Regions from separate parts of the Ovis aries genome. Here region 1 is linked to region 2. Evidence: chromatin contacts called from public Hi-C data. All regions are on one chromosome and are shown on one strand. The core of a region is the stretch at or near the end of the contact, and the rest is flanking DNA. Distances in the headings are between cores, read along the strand shown.

Region 1 (3,078 bases), core at 415-2,914, 140 kb before region 2:
TTAGTCTTCTCTAGTCCAAGAGGATGTAAATTTTCACAAAAATTTTCTCTTACTTCTACTCTGTCACTTTTAGTTTTTGATGGTGTTATGAGTTGGTACCTTTTCTGTATCTTCCTGGGTATTTTATGTAAATTTTGGAGAAGTGCCGTCAGAAGTTATCGTCTATATGTTATATCAAACCAGAAGCCCTGGAACATTAAAGCCTCTAAAGTACAGAATATGACTTCAGAGAAGACATGAATGAAGTTAAGCCACAGGTAGAAGTTACAGTAACACGTATTTCACCTTAAAAAACTGAAAGACGAGTTTCAACAACAAATGGGCTTCCACAGGCATCACTGGGGTTGCTCCATGTTACTAAACAAGGGTAAAACCAGTCAAACCACTGGGCCAGGACATAGTAAACAGTTCCTGCAACAAATCACTAGTTCTCAAACTTGAGCACAGAATCACCTAGAAGTTTTGTTAAAACACAGGTTGCTGGATCCCACTGTCAGAGTTTCTAACTCAGCAGGTCTGGGGTGGGGCCTGGAAACTAGCATTTCTAACAAGCTTCCAGGTGATACTGATGCTACTGGTCTGGGGACTACACTTTGGAACCAGTGAGATAAATGGAATTAGATGCCCATCAAGATCTCTCTAACCCTAATTGCTGGGGACTTCAAGTCAGCATCTCTGTGTTTATTTGACCACCAGTGACTACTTTCCTATGTTTCTCTGCAGAACACCTATTAGCCTAATTGGGGAGTAACTGCTCTAGCAGAAGTCTAAATATTAAATACCAACCAGTTGCAGAGAAATCTTGCCAGCTGCAGATGGTTTTGTTCCTAGATTGCTAGTTTCAAACACAGAAATGTAAGGGAGTTTCAGAGATCAGAGTTCACGGAATCCAGTGATTTTCAATCTGGTTGCATGTTGTAATCATCTGGGGAGTTTTAAGACCCTGGTGCCAGATTCTATTTAATTTTTCTGGGATGAAGTCTGGATACAGGAGTTTTAAAAGCTCCCCAGGTCATTTTAAGAAGCAACTAGGGTTGACAATCAGTGATTTGATCCAATTCTCTATTTCTTGTCCTGGGCAGCATCTTCTGTTTCCCTCATGGAACAATTTGAAGGCAACTCTCAACATCCCTTCAAAAACTCTATCCTGTGTTTCATAGGCATAAGGAAAATGGATGATTACAATCAGCAGACAATAAGCATAGATTCTTCCTGCTCCAGTATTGTTACTGCTTGGGTAAAGAGAAAGGAAAAGAAAAATAATAACTCTGCCTCCTGGGTCTTTCCCAGATGGAATTAAAGTATCAACGTGTCTAAACCCTCTCCAGGCATTTTTACCCCAGCTTTAACGTCCCAACTCCTGCACATGCTCTGGGAGGAGCCACTGGGGATGGATGTCGTCTTTGTTTTCAGCTTCTCAGTTTCTCTCCGACCTGGCATGGGGAGGCTGGTACATTCCATCGCTCCATCACTATCTGCAAAAACAAAATATGAGGCACACTCTGAACTTGTTTTGCAAGACTGAGCCTCATTGCAATCAGAAGAGACCCAGGAAACACACATGTAGATAGAGATGTACGTAAACAACATATGATACTCCTCTGAAGGGCAGCCTCGGAGGTTGTGAAATCCTCTCCCTGGGCTCCCCAGGGCTGCCGTCTGCACAGCTGTTTCCAGCAAGGGAGCTGGGCCAGTCACGTGGGCCCCATGCCTTCCTACTGTTGCAGAGGCAAGAATGATCTGGCCAGGTTATCTCCAGGGACAGAGTGTCCTCAGCCCAGTCCTTCGAAAGCAGACGAGCCTCCTGCAACATAAGCAGACTCGAAGTGTGCACACTCTGTTTCTTGCTTTCTCTTTTCTCCCTCTCCATGTACCTTGCATGACCTCCTCCTCCTCCTTCCATCGTCATCTTGGCAACCTTCCCTCTAACATTCTCTCATCAAATTTCATCTACTGTGCTCGCACCTAGGAACCCATCCCTGGGCTGGGCCCTGGGGATGTCAGTTAGAATAGGACTTAATTCTAACTTCCTGGAGTTCAGGGCATGATTTGAAAGAGTAAAGCATTGTATTAATTATAGATGGTAGAAGCTGGAGTCAAGATTGCCGGGAGAAATATCAATAACCTCAGATATGCAGATGACACCACCCTTATGGCAGAAAATGAAGAAGAACTAAAGAGCCTCTTTGTTGAGGTCCTTTAATGGACCGGAACCTGGTGGTCTGGAGTCAACCGATAAGAAAGTAAAGGAGAAAGAAAGAGGCTGATATTCCTTGGTTTACGCAGAAAGCCAATAAAGCCCCTGATACGGGGCTTGCTCTGTTCATGAAGGCCTCAGGCGCCCTCTTGATGGGGTGAAGGCACAGAGCACCTTCTCAAGAGGGTCTCAGAAGCCCGGGCAGGAAAGTGAACCCAGAGGGCCTCTCCACTCCAAGGGATCAGCCTGAAAGAGAGAGAGAGGGAGAGAAAGACAGAAAGCAAGACACGGGGACCAAAGCTCTGATGGAGCAAAGGTGTTTTATTCAACATTGTGTAGGTATTTATACTGTCTTACAAGATAGCTATTTTCAGCAGAGATAAAATCAAAACTTACAACTTATCAAGGAAACATGAGGTCATCCATATGAAAGAGAGAAGGTTGTAAATAATCACTTTTACCATATGGTTCATAAAAAAGAATAGGGTACTTCTCACCATATAGAAAAACTAATGAAGGAAATGCCTGGATTCCTCAGCCCCCAGAAGAGGCTTTCCTCTCCTCTTAATTCCTGAATATTCAGGAATTAATAAGGAACAGAGAATTCCTGACAGATCCAAAACAGCACACAGGAAGCCTCCTGTTAAATGCTTCCTGACACCTCTTGATGAAAGTGAAGGAGAAGAGTGAAAAAGTTGGCTTAAAGCTCAACAATCAGAAAACTAAGATCATGGCATCCAGTCCCATCACTTCATGGCAGATAAATGGTTAAACAGTGGAAACAGGGGCTGACTTTATTTTTCTGGGCTCCAAAATCACTGCAGATGGTGACTGCAGCCATGAAATTAAAAAACGTTTACTCCTTGGAAGGTAAGTTATCA
Region 2 (3,564 bases), core at 871-3,370:
AGGGCAGCCACGTGTTGACGCAAGGCAGAGCGAGGACCACAGGTACGTTCTTATAAGACAGCACGCTGGGAGAGGCTTGGAAGAAGGGAGGGGAAGGGAAGGGCCCTGTGTGGGTAGTGATCTGTAAGCTGATTGAAATGTGAGTTTCTACTAGCAGGTAACTGCTGAGAGTCATACATACCGGCCAAACCGGGACAAGCCAGTTTGGCATTTGGCAGATCAAGGCTGAATCACCGGTCCTCCTGTTTGTATCTGCTGTTCAGCATGACTGGTTTTCCTGGCCCCATGCGCTAGCAGGTCTTTTCAGATCTGCTCTCAGCCAGACCTCTGATCCCTCCAAGCTGACCCTGAAGATTAACCGGCAAGCCGGCCACCTGAGAGGCTGATGTCTGCTCTCCTTCACACCAGGACCACTGCTCAGGGAGCATGAAGAAGGCCCTAATGAGACCCAGGGTCCCAAAGCTACCTCAACACCCAGGAATTCCAAATTGTTTTGAACAACCAGATCCAACTTCCAAATCAAGGCAAAATTCCACTTACCTTGGACTCTGTTTTAGCTACAGTCAGAAATAAAGGTGCCCTGGTCACACCCAGCCTGGGATGCTGAGGCAGACAGCATGCTTATCTTGAGAACACTGACATTCTTTTCTTGTCCCCACTGTGCTGTGTACTGAGAAAGAAACATTCCAGCTTTGCGACCCTCAGCTGTATTCCTTGTGCCAAAGGGGTAGCAGCCAAAAAGAGAAAAGACAACACATTTTAAGGAGAAGAATATTTAAAGATGGATTTACTTTCTTGATTTCTACACCTGAATTTTAAAGCCCTGGAAAGTTGCAATTTGCTATCAAATGTCAGGCAAATGTCTGGCTGGCGTGGGTGGCTATATCAGACTCTGAATTCTCTACTCCAAACCAGCATAGAATAAAAGAGTGGGCTTTCACAAGAGATGGGCTTTAGCCACCAAAAATAGGAACAGTTCGCAACTTTGCGTAACTGAAGGAGGGCTTTCTGGGTGTAAAATGTTTAGTTAGCTGCTCAGTTGTGTCCAGCTCTTTGCAACCCCATGGACTAAAGCTTGCCAGGCTCCTGTGTCCTTGGAATTCTCCAGGCAAGAATACTGGAGTGGGTTGCTGTTTCCTTCTCCAGGGGATCTTCCTGACCCAGGGATTGAACCTGGGTCTCCTGCATTACAGGTAGATTCTTTACCAATAAATCCAGGATCTAACCAACACACCCATCTAGGGTGGTCATCCATCAACCAGAAACCCCACTTCCCTTCAGCCCCTTTCCACTAGAAGCCAGGACTCAGGACCCAGCTGTCCCAGGCAACAGTCATTTCCTGGATCCAGTTAAGGAGGCAGGAAGAAACCACAGATGTCTGAAACACTCAGGGAAACAGTCTTCTGCCGAGGGATCACGCCCTGCAGTCACCAGCTCCTTTACTCCTGCCCTGACCCCGGGTGGGAGGCAGGCTGGCCCCATCTTGCAGGTGAACACTTATCTCTGTGTTTAGAGCACTCTTGGGCATTTTCTAAGCACGCAGGGGCAAGTGAACTGTTCTAAAGCTATGCTGCGCTTGCTCTGTCCCTGTGACCCATGGCATCCCCAAAGAAGTAACTGTTAGGGCCCTGCGATCACAGTGCCTTTGGTGTCTCCAAGCGCCACCTGGTGGTCACTGCACGCCCCTGCAGCGCTGTCACCCGATCACCATTCTCAGTTATCCCAGCCACACCCGGGGTGTGGGAGGCAGATGTGGCAAGGCTGAAGGTCCTCCGTCACCCGGCCTTCTAAAGTCAGGCCTGGGGCGACTGAAGCATCTGCCACTGGGCCAGGCGAGTCTGGGGCTCCGGGCGCAGGTGGAGGTGGTGGCCAGGTGGGAGGAGCTGCCGGGAGACCTCGGCCCCTCCCCTCCAGAATCGAGATCCCAGAACTGCGGGTGCCTGCAGGGCCTAGAAAAGTGCCCGAGCAACAGTGGCTGCTTACCAAACATTTCTGGAAAGGGGAAGAGGGAGGGGGCTGTGGTGGATGAGCAGGGAGCGGGGTGCCTCCGGTCTCTGCAGTGGGAGAGGGTGCCCAGTGTGGATAAAAGGCCTGGCGATGTGGCTACATTTCCTTTCTTCCTCCGACTCCCGCGGGATTTTGCACATTTGGACCGAGACAGACTGGAGAGGCACTGCCCCCTTGTGGCCTCCGCCCGTCACAGCAACTGTCTTCCGTCCGAGATTTTCACCTTTTGTAACACAATTTCATTTCTTCAGCGGAAGCTGAAGCCCCAATACTTTGGCCACCTGATGCGAAGAACTGACTCATTTGAAAAGACCCTGATGCTGGGAAAGACTGAAGGCAGGAGGAGAAGGGGACGGCAGAGGATGAGACGGTTGGATGGCATCACCGACTCGATGGACATGGGTTTGAGCAAGCTTTGGGAGTTGGTGATGGACAGGGAAGCCTGGCATGCTGCAGTCCATGGGGTCGCAGAGTCTGACACAAGTCTGAGTGAGTAAGCTGAACTGAACAAAACTTCTCGGTTCTGTATGTTTGAGTCACCCTCTGCTTCCTCCGGATCACATCTACCTGGCAGCAGGTACAAGAGGATCGCAGTAACAGCACAGAACAGCATTTTTCTGGTTCGGCCCCACTTGTGGAATTGTGAGTACCGTGGACCCCAACAAGTTCCAACCAAATTAGTTTAACAAACCCCTGGCAGCCCCTCTGTGACATCCACTATTTTCTCTTATCAAGGTGACCCTTTCGCCACCCGCTGATCTCCGTCTTTTCCCAGTACTCTCAGTTTGGAGCACCAATAGGGGCCCTCTAAGAGGCCACTTTACTCAAAGCTTGTCCTTTCTCTCTGACCATCAACCAGAGGCCACTTTACTCAAAGCTTGTCCTTTCTCTCTGACCATCAACCATTGTCTTCAGACTAAGTTGATGTTGCCTTCAGTTCAGGTCAGTCAGTCAGTCATGTTCAACTCTTTGCAACCCCATGGACTGCAGCACACCAGCCTTCCCTATCCATCACCAACTCCAGGATCTTGCTCAAACTCATGTCCATTGAGTTGGTGATGCCATCCAACCATCTCATCTTCTGTCATCCCCTTCTCCTCCTGCCTTCACTCTTTCCCAGCATCAGGGTCTGGTATTGCCTTCAGCCACTCTCTTTGCTAGGGCCCTGGTGCCAATAGCCCTGACACTGTAATTGCACTGGCGTCCCCCAAAGTTCTCAAATTGGACTGTCAGAACTAAAACACCGGCTGTATTTGCACTGTCTTTTTTTTTTTTTTTTTTTTGGTTATAAAAGAAAAAAGCAGAGAATGAGGACATCTGGATCCCAGCCCTGTGGTCACCAATCAGCTCTGTGAATCTGAAGGTCTCTTTGTGCATCATTTGTTCCCCATTAAAATAGCAAGTAGTGAGTATGGAAGCCTGGAAAATAGGATGGGGGAGAGGGGAATGGGGCACTTGATGGAGAAGTTGAGGAGATGGCTCTTGGTGGAGCCAAGGGCGAGAGAGTGGACATCATGGTGTGTCATCCCAGCCCCATCCACTCCAGGAACTGAGCCC

What was found. Hi-C and Micro-C count contacts between places; a contact is called where the count stands out from the background.
Region 1: a contact with region 2 is called in a Hi-C map of tail adipose tissue, with 4 times the contacts expected there. The contact joins two enhancer-like sites. A contact is called at or near these places in 2 of 16 Hi-C or Micro-C datasets (liver and tail adipose tissue).

What each region holds. Positions count from the first base shown.
Region 1 is chr3:39,166,482-39,169,559 of ARS-UI_Ramb_v3.0, reverse strand. All of the region lies in intron 17 of ANTXR1 (ANTXR cell adhesion molecule 1), which reads left to right. It overlaps LOC121819269 (a long non-coding RNA gene), which reads right to left. Exons shown (of 2, transcript XR_009599807.1): 2 at 1-3,078. Among named protein-coding and RNA genes, the nearest start is that of ANTXR1, 210 kb to the left of the region's middle. Within about 2 kb of position 1,664, at least 6 of the 54 cell types and tissues checked have an H3K27ac peak or open chromatin away from gene starts, as enhancers often do. A contact at or near this core is called in tail adipose tissue, where this site is marked.
Region 2 is chr3:39,029,422-39,032,985 of ARS-UI_Ramb_v3.0, reverse strand. No RefSeq gene overlaps it. Among named protein-coding and RNA genes, the nearest start is that of GFPT1, 77 kb to the right of the region's middle. Within about 2 kb of position 2,120, at least 38 of the 54 cell types and tissues checked have an H3K27ac peak or open chromatin away from gene starts, as enhancers often do. A contact at or near this core is called in tail adipose tissue, where this site is marked.